Regions from separate parts of the Oryctolagus cuniculus genome. Here region 2 is linked to region 1. A link is a contact called in public Micro-C data. All regions are on one chromosome and are shown on one strand. Each heading gives the region's core, a stretch centred on a gene start, on an enhancer-like site or on the middle of the called end of the contact. The rest is flanking DNA. Distances are from core to core; before and after follow the strand shown. Region 1 holds the start of RESF1 (retroelement silencing factor 1). Region 2 has its middle 59 kb from the start of BICD1.

Region 1 (5,157 bases), core at 2,419-4,918:
TACACGTGGAAGCCACGTGGCTGCGGGTGCACTGGGAAGAGATCCAGCTTGTGCTGGAAGCGCCTCTACTGCTCATCACCGTGCTGCTCACGCACTGGGAGGCAGCAGGTGAAGGCACAGGCACTGAGTAACGGCCACCCACACATCTGAGGCCAAAGAGGCGTTCTGGGCTCCCAGCTTTGGCCTGGTCCAGCCCTCACTGTTGCAGGCACTCTGTTGTTCTGCTGTTCAAGTAGAAGAAAATAAACATTAAAAAAGGAAGTGTTGGTATGGACGTGGACAAGCTGGAACTCTCACGCACATACTCTGGGTAAGTCTGCCAGTTCCTCGAAGGCTCCCACAGCTCCATGGCCAAGGAATTCCACTCCTGGTGTTGACCCAACAGAGCTGAATGCACAGGTCCCTAAATCCCTTTCAATCATTCTTAACAGCAGCCCGAAGGAGAACCATCCAGATGTCTGCCAACTGACGGAGAGATGAACAAAGCGTGCTGTGATACAGCCCATGGGGCAATATTTGGCAATTAAAAGGAATGACATATATTCCTTGAAAGCACTGTGCTAGAGAGAGACAACCACAGTAGACCAAATCTTCTACGATTTCAGACTGACAGGAAACTACACCAGGGTCTGCTCAGGAATGGCTGGGGTGGGGAGGATGAGGCACTACTACCGCTGAGCCAGGAGATTCTAGTTCTGGGGTTAAGAAAACATTCTTCAGGTCACGGGGGTAATGGTTGCAAAACCCTAACATACTAAAAACCAGCAAACCATACCCTGAGTGTATACTGGATGAATGCATGCTGTATGAAATCTCTCAGTCTTTTTAAAAAAAAAATTCAGCACATCCCTGTTAGAGCACAGATACCCTCAAGCACAGAGTGGAGAGTGGAGCCGGCGGCTGTTTGCCCTGCTCCAGGCTGCCTGCAGCTGATTAGATACACATCTGGAGAGGGCAGTACCGCCCAGTGGAGGGAGGGCTGTGGGATCTACTGACATCTCTGCAGAGGCCACAGATACTGTTCTGTTCAAAGTCTTTAAGACTTTCAGATTCACATTCTGGTTCCATTCACAACTTCAAAATTACGTAACCTAATAAATTCTCCCTTGGGGCTTACCCCCCCCCCCAAAAAAAAAAAAAACGCACACACCATCTGACTATACTTTGTTTCTTAACACTTAATTGGACAATACAATTTCTTTAAACACACTTTGCAATTTTAACCACAAGAGTTTATTTATAAATGAAGCCTTGTAATCCGATCCATCCCAGGAGAATCTAAGTTGTCATCAGATTCTGGGAGGCTTCGAACAGAGCAGCAAAAGCGTGGTTCTGGTCTCACTGACACACTAGCCTCTGCAGGCCAGCCTCCCCCAGCGCCCAGCATTTGCAAGTACTTAGGGCAGGGCCGCCCACAACAATGCTCTTGGAATTTCTCAAGGTTCCTTAGACTACTTCCTCCTCCTTTCAAGGATTCTTCACTGAAACTTTAACTTGCATTTCTATGGCCAGGGCTGGTCAGAGACTCTTCCTTTATCTCAAACCGAATGCTTTCTGTGTCTTCTTGAATAGTTGGGGGTGGGGAGCTGGCCTGGTTAGACAAAACAAAGATTCTTGAAATTTACCTTTAAAGAAACAGGACTAGATCAGTTCCCTAAGCAAGAGCTCCTGAAATAAACCGCTGATAATCCAGAAAGTAACCAGAAAAAGCCAACCTCCACAGAACACAAGGCGGGCACTCTGTGCTTCCAACAGGGCTGCAGGCAAAACCTTCTGTGGCCAACAAGTGATTGGTGTTTCCTAACAGAAGGACCACCTCCCCCTCCAATAAAAAGACCCCGCAGGATCTACAGTGATTGCTTAATCAACACACAGCTCAAGAATCTGGTAAAAATGAGTGCACTGAATTTCCTGCAAGATAGTGTAAGCTTGTCAGATGGCGGGACACTGCCCATGATGAGGACAGTGAAGATGGACAGAGCATTTACTACGTGCCAGGACCTGTTCTAAGCGTGTTCTGTGTATGAAACCCACGTGCCTTGTCTCAGTAATCCCATGAGGTAGGTGCTACTGTTCTCTTACAGATGAGAACACAGTTAGGGGCCAATCTTCCCAAGGTGGCACAGCAAGGGGTTGCAGGGTGGATGCCCAGAGACCATCACTCGGCCTGCACAGGACTGGTTCCCCCACCACTCACTCCACCGCCCCAGCAACCCCTTCCTTCTGGGGCCGCGATGAAGGGCTGGATCCTCAGCACCACACCAACTACCCCGTTCCTTCTGCAGCTGTAACACCACCCCCATTGTGTCCTGTGGTTAATTTTCAACCGGTGTTGATCTGGAGTTAATCATTTTATTCCACAACAGATAAATTACTCGCTGAAAGGGAAGGGTCAGGGGATTAAATCACACTTACCTTCAACTAGAACTCTTCTCTAGTAAGCTTGTTTCCATTGCCCTGCAAACGTGCCAGTCTAAGTGCACACAGTATCTACACTTCTTTGGTTCTAGGGAGAGCAAAAAAAAAAAAAAAAAAATCACTGTGTGATGAGTGGCAGGACCCGCTAGCTAACGCGTTTGCCTGACATGACACATGACTGTGCAGCTGTGTCCCTTAAGGTTGCCCTGAAAGCACAGTAAACACACTGCATTCTTAAGGGTGCTAGAACGGGACAGAAGCCAGATCTGGGCTCAAAACGCCATTCCCTTAGGTTACAATGCATACACTTCTCCGGGTTCCCTCAGTTCGGAGCAGAAACGTCCCATCTCAGCGATGTTCCTTTGGCATTAATGAAAGGGAACGCGACTACCGGGGCTGGAGGGGGCAGGGAGGAACGTCACTCAGTGCAACTCCATCCTGATTGAGAGTCAACACGCTCTGCAGAAACCCGCAGCTGCCGAGCGGCTCGTGCGGCGAGCAGACTCACATCACCTGCTTTCCCTCCTGCAGGCAGGCGCTCGAGGCCCACCGAGCGAGTCCCCGGGGAGCGCGCATCCCGCGGGACGCCGCCCCAGCTGCCCGAGGCGCGAACTCGCGCACGGGGACCCCGGCTCCTCCGCACGGGCGCGCCCACGGTCGCCTGCACGCGCGAGCCGAGCGCCCGCGCCCCGGGTTCGGCTGCACAGGGGCGGGGACACACAGAAAGGAAAACAAAGGTGTGGGGGGTTTTTTGGTCCTTTTTTCTTCTCCCCACTCTTCCACTCCAGCGACAGAGAGCGGTCCGCCGCGACGCGACACCGCGTGCGCCCGCCCGGGCCCCGCCCCGCGCCCGGGGCTCGGTGTCCTCTCCGGCCCCGCCGCCCCTGCGTCCCCGACGGGCAGCGACCGCGGCGGGCGGCGGCCCGAGGGCGCGGAGGGCTGGGGGCCGGGCCTGGAGCTGCCCGCGGCCGCCGCTCGCTCCGCGCCGCAGAACAAAAGCCCGCGGCTGCCAGCGCGCCCGGCCCCGGCCCGCGGCGCCCCGCCTGGCCGTCCCCGGGAGGCGAGCGAGGCTCCGCGCGGTACCCGGCCGCCCACTTACCGCGGACGCGGAGGACAGCCCCGGCCGGCAGGCAGGCAGGCAGGGGAACGCGGCCGCCTCCCGGCCCCGGAGTTTAAGTCAAGTGGGGTCCGCCTCCAGGGGCGGGCCGGGCAGCCCGGCCCCGGCTTCCCGCACAGCTGAGCCCCGCCCCGGGCGTGCGGCGCGGGGCGGCCCCGCTCCCGGTCCTAGTGCCGCCCAGATGCCGCGCTCAGGGCCCCGGGCCCGCGCCGCTGGCCCTGCAGAGCACTTTCCCTGGGCTCCGGTGAAAGCTGCTGAGCCACGTGAAGAGCCTCTCGCTTCTTATTTGCATCAGAATTTTGGCACAGCGGTCAGAAACAAAAGCCTTAGAGCTATTTTCGCCTGTCACCTGCGCGCTTGGCAGCAGTACCCCAATTCCCTGCGGTCCCCTTCAGCTCACTCAGCCCTGCCCTGCTAGGACCGTCGGCCAAACCCCATCTTAAGGGTCCAGCCATTAGCCCCAGCTCCCCCCACTCTAAGACCCTCACCAGCCACACCCCTCTCGAGGGAGCTGCCTCCAGCCCAAGCTCTAGCCACTATCTCAGAAGCCCAGCCCAGCCAAGCTCCTCCCAAGCCGTCCCATCCACTAAGCTATATAAGCCACCAGTCTGTGCGGGCCCACTCCCTCCCTGCTGTGTGTTCCCAGGTGGCTCTCTGTTGCACGCTCACCAGGAGGGAGCCCCTCTCTGGTCTGTCTCTGAATAAACCTATTCTAGCTGTGAGTCCTTGTTCTGTCTCCTCGTTGTCCCGCTTTTCTGTCCTTACATCACGAACCTGGGTCGAGTCCCGGCTCCACTCCAGATTCCAGCTTCCTGCTCACGTGCCCGGTCCTGATAGAGAAACTTACTTGGTCACCCAAGTCACAGTTTGTGTCTCTCCACAATCTCATGCCTTATTGATCATCCCAGTCAAATCAACTCCAGGAAGTCACAGGGCCTAAGAAACCCAAGGAAACTGGGGGTGTCCGTGAGTAACTGAGGCAAATGTCAAGTTCTTAATCCAATGGTAAACCAATGGATCAATCATATAATCCAGTCAAGCAACACACTGAATTCAGTTTGCATGAACAGCAGTGGGAGAAGTAAAAACACGGTTTCTTTTCAAAAAGCTTAGCTCTGAGTTGGAAATTACTTGTAGCCTGTGGGGAGCAACTCGGACTAGACTAAGTTACTCGAATTAAGACTTATTCTACGCATCTGCTCTCCCACAATATGGCGCTGGGAGAGGAGTAAAAACAACTTTTACACAGCTGCCTCCAGTTCAACCAATAAACAGTAGGACCTGCTCCTGATTGGAGGAGAGCAGCGTGCTCGGCATGTGGGTAGCAGAGTTGGGATTGGTGGAAGAGGACTATAAAGGAGGAGAGAGACAAGATGCACCAGGAACATCTAAGAGGAACACCTGAGAAGCCCCCGAGAGAGCCGGGCGGGCGGTGTGCCGCTCCCCCGCGGAAGTGGGGAAAGTGGCAGGGGGCACCGCCCTTCCACGGAGGTGGAAGGGACGGTAGCCAACCCGGGAAGAACCAGCAGCCAACCCGGGAAGAACCAGCAGCAAACCCGGGGAGGGCCGAGCAGACGAAAGAACAGCGCAGGGTCCTGTGTCGTTCTTCCGCGAAGAGGGGG
Region 2 (5,942 bases), core at 907-3,406, 76 kb before region 1:
AGGTCAAAGAAGCAAAGCACTGGGCCTTCCACATCTCCAGATTCTGTCTACACCTCAGAGGACTCACTGGCACCCAGCCAATGACGGAATTCCTTTCTCTGTAAGGACTGAGTAGTACCCCTTTGTGTATGTGCTACTTGGCCTCACTGAGACAAGGAATCATTTCTGTTCCTTTCCATGTGCAGACGATGAAGCCAGGGAGGTAGCCAGCAGCAAAGAGCCGAGGTCTGACAGCCCCAGCCTGCGGCAGCCCTGCGTGACCCACACTGTGTGACAGCCCCAGCCTGCAGCAGTCCTGCATGACCCGCTGTGTGACAGCCCCAGCCTGCAGCAGTCCTGCATGACCCGCTGTGTGACAGCCCCAGTCACACCATCCAAATCCCTTTCTAGTGTATTGCCAGACCCCACCCTCTTCCGCACAGCAGAAACTGCAACTTCCTCTATGTTGCAATTTAGGATCAATGCCAGAATAAACAAATCTTTAAAAAAAAACCACAACCAGTGCCAGCTAGAATTATCTAATATGACTGTAGGCTGCATCCCCGCAGTGCCTATTAGGTCATTATAATGACATAACCATGGCTGACACTTCCACTCCCATGATGCACCTGCTATGACACTTCTGAGACTTCCAAAAAAGGACAAGAAACAAGAGGTACTTGAGCCCGCGGGAAGCTCCACCTCTTTGCATATTCCATTAAGCTCCGCCCCAGACACCACCCCTTTACGTCCCTGTAGTATAAAAATGCAGCCCCAAACCTTACTGATTACAGCTCATTCTCCATCTTGCCTGCATTTATTCCTTGTGGGTGTATTTGTCCTTCACAGAACGACCAATTTTCAGTAACAGATCACCGATGCTGCAGGAGGAGACTACATTTCTAAATTGATTCACTTTTTAAAAATTATACCACGTGCAGCAGGAGTGTGACGTAAACCCACTGAAAAAACATTTGAATATTCTCCAGCAAGTTTCACTTTTCGTTTCTTGTTCACTGAAGTTTGATACACGTGAATGTAATAAGATTTTTCATAATTTTACTGTTTTGAAAACATTAGTAATTAACATTAAATTGCCTTATAACATTTTTAATGATTTGTTATTTTGTCATGAAGAAACTAAGAATGTGGTAAAATATCAGTTTTGTGAAAAAAAAAAAAATTATACACCCAAGCCTCTCTCACAGAACACCAACACTCCTGGTTTTTCAGGGCATACCCCCCACATTCGGAACCCGAGGACAAGGCTGAGTTGAATGCGCTTTCTCCCTATAAACCCCTTCCACAACCACCCCCCCACCCCCGTCACAAGACCCAAGGCAGATTGCTTAGAGGGCTTGGGAGAGAATAACAAGCATCTGGCTCCGCAACCCACAGCCAGATCCAAGAAAAACAGCTGCCAGCCATCCTCCCTGTACCCCGCACCAGCCCTTTCCAACTGCTACTGGGCGCCAACAACCCAGCAACAAAGGAAACCACAGGATAAAAGACCAGAGTGCAGCGGTGTAAGGCTACCGATGGCTTCAGCCACCTAGGCACACACGCAAGTGTGTGTGGCCCAGGTTCTCGGGTGGACTGTACGTCTTTGAGAACTGGCCTAGGAAATCCCCAACAGTGACTTGAGGCAAGAGGCAAAGAAGCCACTGAACACTCAGCACCGCAGGCAGCAGCAGCCCAGACCCTGAGATCGAGTGCCAGCCTCTCGATTCCTCCACCGACAGACCCTCCTGGCGGTCCTCACGTGTGGGGCTGTGGCTGCTCAGACCTGGCACTGGGAACCCAGACCTCACTGCGCTGTCACCCTCTGCTGCTTTCTCTTGCTTCCAGGCGAGCAGCCTTCTGGTGGCTCAAGGGCCTGGCACTGGCACTGGCTCAGCTGCTCTGAGGCCACCTTGGCTCTGTCACGTGACGGATCATGTCAAGACAGCAGCTGCAAGAGGGCAAACTCAACTAATGAGACAGGAGGCAGAGACCTGCCAGATTTCCTCTGGGTTTTTAAAAAACATTTTTATTTATTTATTTTTTAATTTGAGAAGCAGAGAGAGAGAAAGAGAGAGAGCTCCCATGTGCTAGAGCACTCTGCAAACACCTCCAACAACCCTCCACAGAGCGGGGGACCAAAGGCAGGTCTCTTGGTGGGTGGCAGGAGCCCAGTCGCCTGAGCCCTCCCTGCTGCCTCCTAGCGCCTGCATGAGTAGGAAGCTGGAATGGAGAGCCGGAATCTGCGGTCAAAGTCAAATCCAGGTACTCAGACGCGGGACGCAGGTGTCTCAACCAGCAGCCTACCAGGCCAAATGCCCTCTCCAAGACTGGGTCCTTTATAACAGCCCCCCAGGGTCCCACAAGCACAACACAGATTCCTTCTGAGGGCAGTGCCTTCAGGGACCTAATGCCTCCCAAGAGGCCCCACCTCCTCCAGGTTCCACCACCTCCCAGTACCTGAATCCTTAGGAGACAAAGGGCATCCAAATCATTGCAGACCACAGCAGTTAGTAATTGTGAGGCCTCCACAAAACACACCAAACACCGCACTTAAGGGAGGTAGACGCAAACCCAGAAGAACATGTCACTTGTTTCTTTTCTGTTTTTGTTTTTGACAGGCAGAGTGGACAGTGAGAGAGAGAGAGACAGAGAGAAAGGTCTTTGCCATTGGTTCACCCTCCAATGGCTGCCGCAGTCGGCGCACCGCGCTGATCTGATGGCAGGAGCCAGGTGCTTCTCCTGGTCTCCCATGGGGTGCAGGGCCCAAGCACGTGGGCCATCCTCCACTGCACTCCCTGGCCACAGCAGAGAGCTGGCCTGGAAGAGGGGCAACCGGGACAGAATCCGGTGCCCCGACCGGGACTAGAACCTGGTGTGCTGGCGCCGCAAGGCGGAGGATTAGCCTAGTGAGCCGTGGCGCCGGCATCACTTGTTTCTACACACAGATACGAGTAGTTAGGTGTGGACAAAAACAAGGCATCTCTGAAGAACATCTCAAACCAAGCTCCTGCATTTTCGCGAATGAGAAAACATTCAGGCTGCTGACATTCAGTGAGCTTCTTGATGCCACATGGCAACTCGGTGCTAGACTTGAACCAAGAAACCTGGTCTCCCTATTCTCAGGCTAAAGTCCTCCCTGGTAACTGCACGCCCCACAAGCAGAAGGATGTGAATGAGCCGTCACTCAGTCTCACTCAAGGTCTGCACACTGGCTTCCTGGGCAGCTGTGGCGCCCGCTGCCCCTGTCCACTCTGCAAATTTACTGGAGTTACAGCACCTTCGGGGCAGATGCTGTGTCCAGTTTGACTTCAGCAATCACAGAGCAACTGACCAAGGGCTTGGCAGATGGGGACTTCAGGGCTTCTGAGCAGGGTGCTTCCTTACCTGCTGCTGACCGACACCTGGAGGGAATTCGTGGGAAAAAATAAATAGAAGCACTTATATATGGGGGGACAGAGAGATAGAAAGAGATCTTCGATATGTTGGTTCACTGTGGGAAGTAAGCCCACCTGAGACCACCGACCTACTAAAGATTAGATTCAGAAGCATAAAGGAAGCGGAAAGCGAGGTGTCTGTTGATACCTGGTACTGGGAGCAGTGAGCAGGGGGTGGAAGCAGGCACCGCCCTCAGAAATCCAGCTCTTTTTATCCCCGCCATGCAGAAGTCCCCTCCCCCACTCCTCACCGAAACTTGGGAGGTGCACCTACACCTGAGAGGCTACCTAAGGCAGAGTGAAGGAGGGGTAATGGCCGATTTAGGACAGGGGAAGGGGAGTTACACCGCGGGATCATCAGCGCACCAGGAACTCAGAGGCAAGAGCACTGTGTACCAGACATCTGGTTGTTAGAGATTACAGAATTGCTGAAGGTTACAAAGATAACAAGTGGTGCACAGTTTGCCAAGCTGGCTCAACAGTCAACCTGCTGTGAGGTTCTCGCAGCTCCCTATCCACATGCTGCTGACGCCTACTATCACGCCTGCAATCGGCTGTCTTTTATGCAAACACACCACGATCATTTCTGACATTCACTTCCCAAATGCTCACAACAGCCACGGCTGGGCCAGGCCAAAGCCAGGAGCCAGAAATTTCACCTGGATCTCCCAGGCGGATGTGGTAGGAACCCAAGCACTTGGGCCATCACCTGCTGTCTCTTAGGGTGCATCAACAGGAAACCAGAAGCAGAAGCAGAGGCGAGACTCAGTTCCAGGTGATCCGATATGGGATGTGAGAGCCCCAAATGAGGCTTAACCTACGATACCGCGCTGTCTGCCGCCTTGCTGGGTGTTTTATCTACAACTGATTAAAACATCCAAACCAATAACAGAAAATTGTAATTCAAGTGGTTTGAAACGCGGGAATTTTCTTGCCCTAAATTCCAAGGCAAAACTCTCAGGGCAGAGCACGAGCGAAGGGCTGGGCACGCGCCTGCCTTGCTCCACCGTGGTGCGCTTTCTCCACCCCTCACTGAGTGCTTTCTCAGCTCACTCTAGACGAGTCAGACACAGCATTGCCGACAGTTCTTCTCCTTGACCCAAATCGAAGCTGTTCTGAGTTTCTCTTTACAATGAGTGTTTTGTGCAGCATGACTGGACAGAGTCCAGATTCCAGTATTTATGGCCAGTCCAATGTGCAACTGGCAGGGGCCCCCATTCTTCTAGTTCACTCACGAAATCTGCATCAACACTCCCCTCTACACATTGATAAATAAAGGGGACACACAAAGCACCTGCCCTCTCCTGCCCCACCCCCACGACCGTACACTCCGAGGCAAGAGCACACAGGTTTCGGAAGTCAGAGTTAACTCCAGGCCCCATGGAGGTGAAGCAGAGCCATCTCTGAGTCTCTTGTGTGAGTTTCTTTTGAGGCTGGGTCTCTGTGAGGTCATGTGAGAGCGTGGACAAGGATGCTTCAGTCACTGATCCACCAAGTATTTACTAATCACCAGCTCTGCAGAGCCCAGGTGAACAGGACAGCTACGGTAGCCTCGATCGCCGAGCACAGAAGCCAAGTGAGGGTGAGACAGGGCGCAGGGCAGGGCTAAGTGGGAGAACTGAACGAAGCAATCCCACAACTCGGGGCCTCCGTTTCTCCTTTCTTACATCTCTGCCTCTGTCGAGCTTGAGGCAGGAGGCAGAGAAGGCCAACTGGAGGAGTCGAGGCATGAGATGACCATGGACTAAGTGCAGAAACGGAACAGAGACTCCCTGTTTAAACAGGTAGGACAGGAAGCCGGCACACCCCATAGCTCGCAGCGTTCTAATTCCTCAACTGATAAATTGTCAGAAACCGCCAGTTTGGAGAAATCTTCACTTAGAAGTTAACATACAGGAACAATAATCTTCACTCAAAAGCGGTGTATACAGAGGTGACAATGGCCAGGGCACCTGCATAGGTAGAGAATCTCCATACCTCATTAAGGGTCTTTCACCCAGTGCCTAACCACCCCTATAAAAGAGAAGCCATTAACACTTAGGGACCTCAGACAGGGTCAGATCTGCTGGCTGCTCCTGCTGTCTGAAGGAGGGAACTTCTTTCCTGTGATAAGCTTTTGCTATTGCACTTGCTATTTGTCTGAGTCTCATCCAATTTATTGCTTGAGGTTCAAAAAGACCTGATCGATGGTTTCACACTTGCAGCTCTGACAACAGCGGAATAGACCGCAAATGTTGAACAAAGGAAACAGCTCATGACAAACCGTATTAAATGCTATAAAGAAAAAAAAGTAACAGAGTGCTTCTCTGAAGAATAAAAGGGGAGGGCTGCCTGAAACAGGATGGTGGTTAAAGAAGGAGAGGTGACATTTCAGGCTAAAACTAAGAGAAGAGAAAGAGCCACACCTGGTCAGAGAGAAGCTTCAAGAAGAGGGAGGAAGATAAACAAGCTTGGGATAGGAACACTCACGTCCCAGGAAGGGCACGAAGCCTGGGCGCTGGAGCTTAGCGAGTGCAGGGGCAGCGC

Evidence for each region. A called contact is a pair of places that touch in the nucleus more often than the background predicts.
Region 2: a Micro-C map of ear pinna shows a contact between it and region 1, with 2.0 times the contacts expected there. The contact joins the enhancer-like site here to the promoter of RESF1 in region 1. A contact is called at or near these places in 2 of 6 Hi-C or Micro-C datasets (ear pinna and skin fibroblasts).

Annotation. Positions count from the first base shown.
Region 1 is chr9:128,140,560-128,145,716 of mOryCun1.1, reverse strand. It overlaps RESF1 (retroelement silencing factor 1), which reads right to left and starts at 3,668. Exons shown (of 4, transcript XM_008259424.4): 1 at 3,518-3,668; 2 at 2,416-2,506.
Region 2 is chr9:128,214,450-128,220,391 of mOryCun1.1, reverse strand. No RefSeq gene overlaps it. Among named protein-coding and RNA genes, the nearest start is that of BICD1, 59 kb to the left of the region's middle. Within about 2 kb of position 2,156, at least 1 of the 8 cell types and tissues checked has an H3K27ac peak or open chromatin away from gene starts, as enhancers often do. A contact at or near this core is called in ear pinna, where this site is marked.